Regions from separate parts of the Oryctolagus cuniculus genome. Here region 1 is linked to region 2. Evidence: chromatin contacts called from public Hi-C data. All regions are on one chromosome and are shown on one strand. The core of a region is the stretch at or near the end of the contact, and the rest is flanking DNA. Distances in the headings are between cores, read along the strand shown.

What was found. A called contact is a pair of places that touch in the nucleus more often than the background predicts.
Region 1: a contact with region 2 is called in a Hi-C map of an unstated tissue, with 4 times the contacts expected there. The contact joins the enhancer-like site here to the promoter of CDKN2B in region 2. A contact is called at or near these places in 2 of 6 Hi-C or Micro-C datasets (embryonic fibroblasts and an unstated tissue).

Annotation. Positions count from the first base shown.
Region 1 is chr1:185,285,075-185,291,211 of mOryCun1.1, forward strand. It overlaps the pseudogene LOC100339615. Among named protein-coding and RNA genes, the nearest start is that of DMRTA1, 190 kb to the right of the region's middle. Within about 2 kb of position 1,552, at least 1 of the 8 cell types and tissues checked has an H3K27ac peak or open chromatin away from gene starts, as enhancers often do.
Region 2 is chr1:185,073,607-185,080,519 of mOryCun1.1, forward strand. CDKN2B (cyclin dependent kinase inhibitor 2B) reads right to left here and starts at 5,018. Exons shown (of 2, transcript XM_002708053.5): 1 at 4,498-5,018; 2 at 529-2,147. The coding sequence starts at 4,653. The coding sequence ends at 1,887.

The DNA of each region.
Region 1 (6,137 bases), core at 302-2,801, 210 kb after region 2:
CTGCACCACAGCACTGGCCCCTGCACTTTCTTGATTTTTCTTTTCTCATTCTCATACAAAAATAAGTGTGGACAGATGATTGTTCTTATGGCTTTAGTTAACATTTAATTTTGAATTGGACCACAGGAACTACTTTTTATTTCCTTCATGGCTTACACACTTTGTAAGAAGGATCATCTTAGATTGCCTGGGGAGAAATGAGGAACACAGGGCCCTGAAGGGCCACCTGGACCACTGAGGTGAATGAAAGGAGGGATGGTCAAGGTGGCATGTACCAATGCCATCTCACTAGTCCCAGTGATCAATTTCTGTTCACAATTGGTCATAATGATAGGACTGAGAACCAAAGGGATCACATAAACAAGACTAGTGTCTGCAAATACTAACTGATAGAATAAAAAAGGGAGCGAACGATCCAACATGGGAAGCGAGATACACAGCAGACTCATAGAATGGCAGATGTCCTAAACAGCACTCTGGTCTCAGAATCAGCCCTTAAGGCATGCGGATCTGGCTGAAAAGCCCATGAGAGTATTTCAGGCATGGAAAGCCAAGACACTCCGGAAAAACAAAACAAAACAAAACAAAAACCACCTAAATGAAAGATCTCCATGAGTGAGATCTCAGTGGAAAGAACAGGTCATCAAAGAAGGAGGTACCTTTCTCTGAAGGGAGGAGAGAACTTCCACTTTGACAACTCATGATTAGAGCCTAGGGTGATTACTGTTGCCATAAACAAGATTGTCAATTTGTTAAGTCAACAACAGGAGTCACTGTGCACTTACTCCTCATATAGGATCTCTGTCCTTAATGTGCTGTACCTTGTGATTTAATGCTATAACTAGTACTCAAACAGTATTTTTCACTTTGTGTTCTATGTGGGTGCAAACTGTTGAAATCTTTACTTAATATATGCTAAACTGATCTTCTGTATATAAAGAGAATTGAAAATGAATCTTGATGTGAATGGAAGGGGGGAGGGAGCGGGAAAGGGGAGGGTTGCGTGTGGGAGGGAAGTTATGGGGGGGGAAGCCATTGTAATCCATAAGCTGTACTTTGGAAATCTATATTCATTAAATAAAAGTTAAAAAAATAAAATAATCTGTTAAAACCCAACAAAAATAAATAAAAGAATATTTCATATGAAAAAAAGAGGAGGGATGGTTTGAGGAGCTCGGGGAACCGGCTTTGGCAGACAGAGTGTCCTCCCAAGTAACCTCAGTTCTTTGTAGCCCCAAATAAGGTCATTTATGACTCATTTCTGTCTCCCTCCCCAGGCAAAAGCAAGTCTCGGTCCATGCCAGTTTATCCCTTGATTTGGAAATCGTCTCTGGCTTTCAGACACAACTATGTCTGAAATTAAGATTAAGACCTGTAGGTCTCTGGGGGCCAAAATGGAAATGAATGCTGAAAATTCCCCTACCTACCTTGAAAGGCTACCCTGGACAGAGGGATTGCTTTCTTGGTTGAGGTTTATCTTCCCAGGTGTTTTGAAGAAGCCTAAAGAGCCAGTCAGTGGGTGTGAGTCATCAGGCTGTGGTGAGATTAGAAATTCCTAACACATGATATGGGAGTCCAGTGTTTGAGGCCCAGAAGATGAAGGGCAGCAGGGCTGTACGGTTTCATGCCTCGCCTCCACCTCACAACCCTATATTCCTTCTTAAGTTTTGGACAGGTGCAGAGAATGTCACCTGTTTTCGAATCTTTTCCTCCCCTCCTCCCCCTCCTTTGTTCTTGGCCCTCGTTCCTTTTCCTGACTCTCAAAATCAGGGTAAATACTTCTTATTTCAGTTGACTACAGGAGAGACCATAACAAGGAAATTGATTTTTCTCTTGTGTGAAAATGGAGGACTATGACATGGTTAAAGGAAGGGGAAGATGGCAGAGGAGAGACAGAAGAGGTGGAGGCAGGAAAAGAACTGGAGAGGAAGAGAGGGCTAGAGGGAAGTTTAGGGGTGAAGAGGAATGGGGGGTTGAACTTGCAGAGCCCAGTGGTGGAAAACGAGTCTTTTGGAAAGACTAATCAGGGCCACAGTTGGTGAAATTGTGCCTCTCCATTTGCAAATGACATAGCTGAAGGAAACCAAACATATTGCAGAAGCTCTTTCAGGGAAGAGTAATTGCTGAAATTCACCTAATTTAATTTTTAAAAGGCGATGTCAAAAATCAGCCAGAGCACAGTACCCATAAATTTGAAGTTTTTAAGGAGCTTGGAGCCATTACTAGGCCGGCACAGGTGTTTTCTACTCCCCAGCACTCTCCATGGCACTGGCAAGTTTAATGAGGACATTGTCTGTTCGAAGTCTACCTGGTGTGCCTTCTTGGAGCAGAACGATACAAATCCCCATTATGAATAAAAGTGAGCTGTTACTAAATGCCTTCTCCTCTGCAGGACTCTGTTTCCCTTAGAGGCCACATGTTCCTGTTTAACAACCAAATTCCAATCTATCCCTTCTAGTCCAGCAGTTAAAGAACCTGGACAAGTCAGTCCATTGAGCTCCTAACAGTGCTCAAGCACTTTTCCTCCCTCGATTGTTTTTCCTTTGAGGACACCTAGTGGTGGTTTGTGGGCTGTGTTCTTCAAAGGCAAACTAAAAGTTCATAACATTTTTCTCAACACCTTCCCAGTGGAAGCCAGGACTTGCCTTAACCCTGAAGGCAAAACTGCTATGGTCCTGGTTGATGAACAGGCCCTTGCCAGATTCCGCAGTCAAAACTCACCTCCACCTTTGTCTGTTGTCAGATGAAATTCCCTGGCTTAATTGTCTCACAAGCTCATTGTTTATTGACACAAACAGATCTCTTTTTAATGACTGCAGATGGGCTACAATCTGGTCAATTTGTCTACTAACTAACAGATGTTGATAGTCTGTTTTGTGCAGACTTTTTGAGGGGGTGTAAAGGTAAAACAAAGACCTAGGAGAAAGGGAATTTTTGACTACTTTATTCCATTTGGCCCTGAATTTTATTGGGCCAAAAAATTAGCATTTTTTCTTTTAAAAAAGATTTATTTACTTGAAAAGCAGAGTGACAGAGAAATGGAAAGACAAAAAGAAGGAGAGAAACACAGAAAGATCTTCCACCTGCTGGTTCACTTCTCAGATGACTGCAACAGTTAGTGCTGGGCCGACTGAAGACAGGAGCCAGTAACTCCATCCAAGTCTTCCACATGGATGGCAGGGGCCTGCACACTTGAGCCATCATATGCTACCTCCTAGACTTGTTAGCAGGAAGTTGTATGGGAAGTGGAGTAGCTGAGACTGAAAGCAGGCACGCTGATATGGATGAGGGCGTCCCAAGCAGTGGCTTAACCAGCTGTGGCACAAAGCAAACTCCAGGTAGCATTTTGATTAGTGGAAAGAGGGTAGATTTTTCTCAAATCCTGGCAGTGGAGTGCTCCTTTCTAGTTGTGTCATCAATGAAATAATCTCTCTGGCTTCCCTTTCTTCATAAAATGGAGGTGACTGTAGTTCATAAAGTGGTTGTGAATGTGACATGAAAACTTGAGACAACTGACGTAGTACCTAGTGTCTGGCACATACTAAATGACTGTTAAAAGCATCTCTACTTCCTCACTCCTCTCCATGTCTTAAACCTGGCCCTTGCTGCAATTGTGTCTGGGCTCAGGCGCTCACTGGCACTTTGCCAATGCCAGTCCCACCCATCCCCATTTAAGCATCACAACTTTGGCTCTCATTTGCCATTCAGTTCCACTGATGAGCCCTGGATTCCTCTCACAAACCTGTTCCAAAAGATCAAGGTAAATCATGCACGTTACATTTGCATACCGTTAATGAACTTGATATCTGGTATCAAAACTGTTTAGTAAATTTCCTGGGAGTTGTGGGTTCAAGAAGAGGTGACATGACTAGCTCATGGTCAGGAAGTTGTTGATACCTTGTTCGTTTTGAATTTGGCTTCAATGTAGTGACCAGATGGTTACTAATGTCCTCAGTGCACTTAACATAAAGTACAAACATTTGCATATGGCCTTTAGGAGTCCCATAATCTAGTCTCTGTTCACTTCTCCAGCTTTATTTTAGACTACTGTTGGCCATACTCATTATATTCCTACCATTCACTTTTTTTTTTTTTTTTTGGACAGGCAGAGTTAGACAGTGAGGGAGACAGAGGGAAAGGTCTTTCTTTTCCGTTGGTTTACCTCCCAAATGGCCACTACAGCTGGTGCGCTGCGTCGATCTGAAGCCGGGAGCCAGGTGCTTCCTCCTGGTCTCCCATGCAGGGGCAGGGCCCAAGCACTTGGACCACCCTCCACTGCCATCCTGGGCCACAGCAGAGAGCTGGATTGGAAGAGGAGAAACCGGGACAGAATCCGGTGCCCTGACTGGGACTAGAACCCAGGGTGCCGGCGCCACAGGTGGAGGATTAGCCAAGTGAGCCGTGGCACTGGCCATCTACTATTCACTTATTAAAATAATCTTTGAATCCACTGCGATCCTTTCTGCCTTTCGACATTAGCACATGCATTTTTTCTTTTGGATCCCTCATTCTCCTGCTCCATCTGACTGACTCCCTCCTATGAATTTTATAGGATGGAGATAAATGTTGCTTCATCAGGGAATTCTCTTCTGACCCTAATCTAATCTAAATTTGTCTCTTCTGTTGTTCTGTATCCATTTACTTCTCCTTCCTAGCACCTCTCATTTCTTTTCTTTTTTTAAGATTTATTTTATTTGTTTGAAAGCACATTTACAGGAGAAGGAGAGACAGAGACAGTGAGAGCTTCCTTCTTCTGGCTCACTCCCCAAATGAACACAATGGCCGGGGCTGGGCCAGGCAGAACTCAGGAGCCAGGAGCTTCTCCCAATTTTCCCAGGTGGATTCAGGGGCCCAAGAATTTGGGCCGTCATCCACTGCCTTCCCAAGTCGATTAGCAGGGAGCTGGATTGTAAGTGGTGCAGCCAGGAATCAAACTGGTGCCCAAATGAGATGCTGGTGCTGTAGGAGGCAGCTTAACCTGCTATGTCACAGTGCCAGCCCCTCATTGTTTCTAGCCTTGTGCTGTGTGTGTGCATGCATGTGTGTGTGCATGAATGCATGTGGGCATGTATGTACGTATTTCCACTGTCTATGTCCCCCTTGTATGTATACTCAACAAAAGTGGGGGCATGTCTCCTTTGTTCATCTCCTGTGACCAACATGATGCCTGGTTCATGCATGGCATTCAGTACTGAGTATATTAAACCCAACCCTTCTAATGATTAAAGTCTACGACTGTATGACTCATTTCCACACACTAGCATATGCTACATTTCCTTTGACAATGTTTTTGTTTTGTTCAGCAGCCTTCTGGGGAATTCCCTTTGCCTCAGAGATTATTTTTGGTTATTAATAGTTTCAAGTGAACAGAAGTTTACTCTTCAGAAAAATTCCTCAACATCTACCATGCAGATAATGCTTTTAAAACACAACTGAATTTATGCTTTTCTTTATTTTATTTAATTGAAAGACGTCTTCCATCTGCTGTTCACTTCCCAAATTCCCACAATAATCGGAATTGGGCCAAGCTGAAGGAACCCTCAACTAAATCCCAGTCTCCTATATGAATGGCAGGGACTCAAGTATTTGAGGCCTCACCTGCTACCTCCCAGGGTGCTCATTAGCAGGAAGCTGGAATCGGAAGTGGAGCCAGGGCTGTACCTCAGGCACTCCAGTGTTGAATGCCGGTGTCTTGAGCTGCTTCTTAACTGCTGCACCAGATGTCAGCCCCAATATATGCTTCTTAGATATACTGTTTGTGCAAACTTATGAGAACTCAAATCCTACTGATGCAAATTCCTATCACAACACATGTTTTTGTATAATGAAAAAAATTTTTAAGTTCTCAGTTTGTGGGCTGAGAACTAATTCATGAATCCAAGTCTGTTCTTTAGATTCTAGTAGTGGATAATGCACAATTTTATAGACCTACTCTTCACATGTAAGTAAGCCTTACATGCTGGTAAAATAAACTATTATAGAGGTATTAAGCATTGTTAAAGTTGGTATTGGTAAGCATCACTGCATTAATGAAGTTTATTGGAGATTTGAATTTTTCCTTTTAGCATATTTGACTGGTACGTTGTCTTGGCAATTATCAAACTCCCAGGTAACTGAAATTTCTAGTAGTACATATT
Region 2 (6,913 bases), core at 3,768-6,267:
CTGGCAAGTTGTTGGGTATTTCTCTGCCTTTTTGTCCTCATCTGGGAAACAATACCTATCTCACAGGTTTAACTGTTACATGGAGAAGTGTATTTTGAAGCATGCTTAGTATAAATTATATGTTAATAAACATCTTTCCCCCAGTAAGACATAGTCTGGTCTTCGTTCAACTAACTTGTCCCAATAATATATCAGTTTGGGGTAATGAGTAATTGATGGGGAAGTAAAGATTTTTGTATTCAGCTCAAAGGTAATCCTTTTTATAAATCTACTCTCAAATTAGTTTGTTGTTTCCTTTTCTCTCTTTATATGTACATATAGTATGCTGGACATTTAGAAGCATAAGACATGCATAAATCTTACATTTAACTTTCCGAGGTATGTGTAGCCAGTTTTTATAAATTACTGTTGGAATCACTTACCAATAATGATTACAAAGGGTGAGAGAAGTGAGCTCCTCAGGTCTTTGTACATTCTCAGTAGTGGCAAATCCATGTAAACACATTTCTTAGTCAAATCACTCATATCTTTGAGTTCAATCTCTGTTGTTTATTCTTTATTAAAACAGTGAATTAACCATTGTTCCAATGCTATAGCGAGCCAAGGAACAATGGCAATGAAATCTCAAGGGAGTGCACCATTAGTTTGTTCAGCAGATATTAAGAAACCCCAGGAGCTACCAACAGAACATTTCAGCAGTTTTAGACACCATCTACTTTTTCAACAACCTTTTGGGAAATATTCCAAGATAATTTCCTGGACAAGGACATCTATCTCTCAAAGACCTTTGGAATAGTTCATAGTTTGACCCCCTGAGACACTCTTCATAAAGGAATAAAGGAAACGATCAACATTTTCACAAGGAAATAAATAGGTTAAGAATGAAAGCAATCTAAGCAGTAGCACCGGGAGTTTGACATGCTGCCATAACTTCATTTTAGAGTTGGAGTTCTTCCTCACCTCCGCCGACATGTTCTTTAAAGTATCCGCATTAAATGAGGCAGTTACAGAAGAACAATGCAAAAGTGGAAAACATCACGGAACCTTTCCAAGAGGCGATTCACAGGGAAGTCTGTAGGCTGAGAAACGCGGAAGCAGCAAGTCGTTACAGCACCCGCTGCAGTTAACGCTCACTGCGGTCGGCCCGCGGTTTGCTGTGCTCTGCCTCGGAACGCCATGAGAGTCCCGCCCTCCACGGGCGAAGCGCAGGAGCCAGCACCTTTTCAAAAACTCGCTCCTCTGCGTCGTGGGGAGCCGAGCCAGGGGTTTCAGAATTTGGGGGCTAGTCTGCTGTCGCTCCCGTCCTTTATCTGGACTTGGAGAGAATTTTGCTCTGCTGGTGGCGCGCCTTGCACCGCATCACCCAAGGTAGGCTGGGCACTTCGTGAAGCCAACCTCGACCCCTGTGTGGCCCGCGTTCTGCAGCCTCCAGGCCCTGACGTCCGAAGCTGGAGCTCCACCGAGGTCAGTGGGGGCCTGCGGGACATCCGCCCCCTCCGAATCGCCAAATGCTGCCCCCTTCCTCCAGCCCCCAGGATCAGCTGTGTGGAGAACTCCAGGCTCCTGGGGTCGCTCCAGGAAGTCACGTGCACTTTCCGGCAGAGAGTCCCGCAAAGCAGACGACCCCTGCAGCGTCACCAGCTCCTAAATCGGGCAGGAAGCCCACCTGCGCCAGCTGTCCGCGTCTGGCTTCCAGGTGAGTGCCGAGGGTCGGATCCAGAGTTTACAAACGCGTTTGATCTCCTCCTCCTCCTGGGGCTTGAGCCGCTCCGGAAAGTTCGCGGGCTTAGTGCCGCTCCACGTTTGCAGCCCTCTTTGAAAGCGGGAAGGGATGGGGGACTGGCGAGGGAGAACCCTTGGTCGTGGGCGGCCGCCCGCCGCCGCCCTCAGTCCCCCGCGGCGGCGCGCAGGTACCGAGCGACGTCGCGGTGGCCCCGCTCCTCAGCCAGGTCCACGGGCAGGCGGCCCCCGGCGTCGCGCACGTCCAGCCGCGCCCCGGCCCGGTGCAGCGCCACCAGCGTGTCCAAGAAGCCCTCCCGGGCGGCGTCGTGCACCGGTCGGCTGAGGGTGGCGGGGTCGGCGCAGTTGGGCTCGGCGCCGTGGAGCAGCAGCAGCTCGGCCACGCGGGCGCTGCCCATCATCATGACCTGCGCGAGAGGGAAGAGCGGTCAGGGCGAGGGTGCCGGCGGGGCGGCTAGGCCGCTGCCAGGAGACACGCACTTACACCTGGATCAAAAGCAAGGGTGCGACCAGCCCCAGGGGTCGGCTTCCTCCTCTTATGCTACGCAGGTCACCCACCTCCTCCCAGTCTTATTCAGATTAAATTAAATTCCATCTTACTCTCCAGACGTGAGAGCACGCGGCAAAATAATAATATCTACACTGAGGGCAAAATCAATGATCGATTTCTACTGCAACATGAGAATCTAGCTGGTTAAGTGATTTATGAGCAGAATTAAACTTGAATGCCTTATAAAGTTTTATTCTCCTTGTTGCCCATGCACCATAATCTAGGTTTAAAAATATTTGTTAGGTAGTCACCTGTTTTGTGTGTGTGTGTGGGGGGGAGGTTGGAGTAATGTTTTAGGGGAGAAAATAAGAAACAACGTAATTCTCTTGTAAGAGGCTCCTGTTTTTTCTGTCACATGTGTCTGCTCATAAACCAAATGTAATCTGATAATCCGAGACAAACTTGGAGATTAGAGGACAAAGTAAAACAAGTCAGGCATACTCTATAAAACGACGAAAACAAATGACTTATCTTGAATTAATGGTTCACAGCTTTTCACCTTTTAAGTTAATGTTATAGAGGCAGACTAAAATTTAGAGTGTAATATAAATATAACTGTAAAATTAACATACATATTTACCTCCTACATGATTTTACATTAGATAGTAAATGTTTTGCTGTATAGTTTGTACATTATCAGTGAAATCAGAAATGATGCATAACTAAAAATGTTTCAGAGGAATAAGCCTATAGCATTCATTCATCTGTATATATATGTGCATTATGTAAGCATTTGCTTTCATATTTTTGTTAACAATAAACAATTTTTGATAACTGCCAAAAAACTTATTTGCTCTTGTGAATTTATGTGCTTCAAAATGTTAATACAATTGAAAGGCAGTACACCTTTAGTCTTGTTTCAAGAATATAAAAACTTTTATTTTTTTCCTCAGAAACTATGATAAACATAAATCATTCTTACAAATGATGTACAAAGTATTTTATATAGAGAGAAGGGGAGGGAGTGGTTCTTAGTGTCTCAGTAAATGGTAAATTAAAAACACAAATTAGAAAACTTGCTTTTATAACTATTAATATCATTTTAAGTCTTTAAGAATCACTTTACAATATCTTTGCTTCTTTCAAATCTTCCTAACTTTACTTTTCTAAAAAGTCAAATGGAATGAACATGTATTTTCTTTAAAAATCTACACTATTAATGAGATCCTTTAATATCAGCTTAGTTCTGGAGAGTGGCAGTGAGGAGAATAGTGACTATGACCATAAGGGTCACAGTAAAGTTCAAAAGCATGCTGTTAGATTTTAAAGGAATGTAAAAAATGTCAGTACTAATTAATAATAGCAGCATTAATACCAAAACACTGATAAGTGCATTTTAACGATGAAGAGACTACTTGTGAATGTCCTGTACCAATCAGAAAGAATCTAATAGTTGCTGCAGAATTGGTTTTGTAATTGAATTGCTGAGTATAGTCGTTAAAACAATAAAAATATGGAGCAGCATATTTTAATCACTCAAGAAACACTAACATAAAAGGAATTAAGGAGTGTTGTTGAGGAATATGATCTCGTCTCTTTGAATTCAGTTCACTCCTATGAGAGAAAATATAAAGGATTCCACATGGAGGCTTAAAAGTTCACTAATTTTTTCTCATGCATTATGATATTGTAAATTTCTTAAATCCAACATAGATTGTGTAACTTATAACATCTTTGTCACTGAAAGGAGACAAAAAGATCCATCCTCCCCAAATAACTTCTCCTTCCCCCTGTTCTCTCCATTCTCTGCATCTTTAATCACGAGACGGTAGAGCAAGTATGGTGGTAATTCGAAAAGTTACTGGAAAACAGAATTTAAACACAAGCTTATTTTGGTGCAAAAAATTTTTTTGAAATCTATTGTTTTTGCCCAACACGCATTTTCCACGAACTTTTTGAAAATCCCACGTATGCATAGATTTCGATTTCTTTTTGCAACAAGATAAGCATCGTTTAAAACCGTTTTCCAATAGCAGTACCCTGGTATTGCTATTTCCCCGCCGTTCAAAAGAAAACCAAAGCGGAGCAGTGGGTTAGTCCACCCCTTTCTTGAGGATTTTTTTGTTGCGTAAAAACCAGCCTAACGACTGGCCTCCCCCTGCAGCTGGCCAGGCTGCGGCCGCGACCTCGGCCCCAGCTCGGACCCGCGGCGGCCGCGCCCCGCGCTCTTGCGCCCCCTGCCGGCGCGGCCCCGGGGCCCCGGCTACCTGGATCGGGCGCCTCCCGAAGCGGTTGACTCCGTTGGGATCCGCGCCGGCTTCCAGGAGCTGCCGCACCTTCTCCACTTGGCCCCGCGCCGCGGCGCTGGCCAGGCCCGCATCGCTGCCTGCACCACCGAGCATGCCCTTGTCCTCGTCTCGCATTCCACGGCCCCTACACTCGGGGCGGCCCGCCACTCCTCCCTCTTTGGCCACCCCGCCTCGGCGCGCTCTCCCCTCCCCGGGAGAGCTCAGCGCAGCTTCTGTCCCCGCTCGCCGTCCTCGTGCGACTTGGGAGCCGATGCAATGGCCGCACGGCCTTGACGAGCTCCAGGCTTTTTCTGGCGCCCACGAACCCGCGGCCGCGCTCAGCTCACTCCTGGGAAAAACCCTTCGCGCGGCCGCAGCCGCAGCCGAGCGGGCGCTTTCTCGGCGTCCTCGCTGCCCGGCCTCACTCCGGCAGAGCTGCGAGCCAGCCGGGAATGAATTCCGTGTCCAGCTGGGCGGCGGGGCTGCACCCGCCCCACCCCCTTAGGCTCCGCCCACTGTCCCGCCGGCGCCCGCGGGACCGGCCCTCTGGCTCCGCAGCAGCCCCGCCCGCAGCCGATGACGTCACAGCCGACGGGGGCGCGTCCCCGTGAGGCTCTGCGACGCATGCGCCAGTCGCCACGCCGGGAGCCTGCGGGAGCGCCATCTGCGTGCTGCCCGGAGCGATTCGGAGACGTTGCCCCACAGCGCTCCGCTCCAAATCCCCAGCAGGCGGAGCAGAGGGCTGCTGTTAGTCGCTCCTTGTGCAATGGAGTGGCCGAGGAAGGCCGTGAAGAAACCTCCAGCCCTACTAGAGTACCTGAACGTGACAGCCCTGCACCTGCCGTGCAGGTTAAGTTCATCCTCAAGCAGTGCTTGAACTTCACGGGTTTCACATCTTGCATTTTAGCGTTGCTTTTGGTGTGTTTTCCTATTTCCACCAGGACGACAGTGAAAAAAATCCCGAGAACCCTACTTTTTAGATTCTTTCCATGTTTGAATTATGAGCACAATCCTAAAAGCAAAAGAAAGCAAAATAGAAAATACTCCCCCAAAACCTAGTCCAAAATCGAGAGGGGCAACCTGGCACAGTATGTATTTTAAGAATCTGACCTAAATCTGTGTATAAGAAATATATGAAACTTGTATAACTTAAATAAAATTTAAAAAAGAAAAAAAAGAATCTGAGATCCCTGTTTGATATTTGTACAGTATATCTTTGTTTGCACTCTTACCTATTTAAACCCAGCTCGGCAAGTATTTGATTTTTATTTTTCATGAGTAATAAAGGACATTTATGCAGTAATAATGAAACATAATAAAACAGGGGTGTGGTATTGATCCTGTCATTAAACAGGCTGAACCTGTCATTAAATTGGCCTCTGAAGATTTAAAGGCCAAGTGCTATTTTCTCTTTCCTACTTGCTGGGTGAGTTTGAATCAACATATTTACTGCTTTAAAGATAAAAAAAATTGCAACTTGAAATAGGACGGGAGCAAAAAATTATGTGTCTATTTCCTAAGAACTTTGGTGATGAATTACTTGAGAGTGGACCTCTCCTAACACTGAAGGGTTCTTATTTAGAAAATTGTTTTGGTTCAGAGTGCTGAAAAAGGCAGTCTTACGAGTCATTTGCTAGCTTATTCAAGAATGACAGACTTCTCAGCATGTTTCTTGTAGCATGCCTTAGATCCTATTCCCTCTCTGGCAAATCAATGTAGGAAAAGAAAAAGCTCTTTCCTTACACACAGTGTGGCCCATGAAGGTGGCATGCAAGGATGAAGACCTACTGATGAGCCCCAACAGGGCTGAAATTCACTAGGAGTGGGCAGGGAAGGAGGCAGTATGCATAGCAAGTTCTCTTTCACATCTCACCTGCTGTTTCTTAGTTTTCAACTTCCTTAATTTCTCTAACTATTGTTCTCATCTGAACATCCACATTCATCTGGGAAAATGTTATTTCATTTGTTAACAACCACCCCCTTCCTAGTTGGGCCAAAGGAATAGAAATCTACTTCTAGATGAAAAATATGGATAAGCCATTTTTCTCCTTGAGGACCAGTCACCAAGCACAATCCTTGTTGTGGGGAATGATAGGTGAGAAGGTAGGCTGAGAGGAGTAGAGGAAAAAGAAAAGAAGGCAGTGGGAAGCCAGAGCCCTTGAAATGTATGCCATAGGTTCTTTGTCAGTCACCTGATTGGCTGAGCACTGGGCTGATGTTGATAGATGCAGTGGCAAATAGACTCAGTCTAGAATATCTTCATCAACAAAGCCTGGCTGCTCCAAAATGAAGCACACAGTCTAATGTAACTAGGAAGGTTGCCTATAGTGGAATGAGAAGGCCACGCCAATATGGCCACTGGCAACAGAAACTGCCTGGCAACAGGCTGTGATTG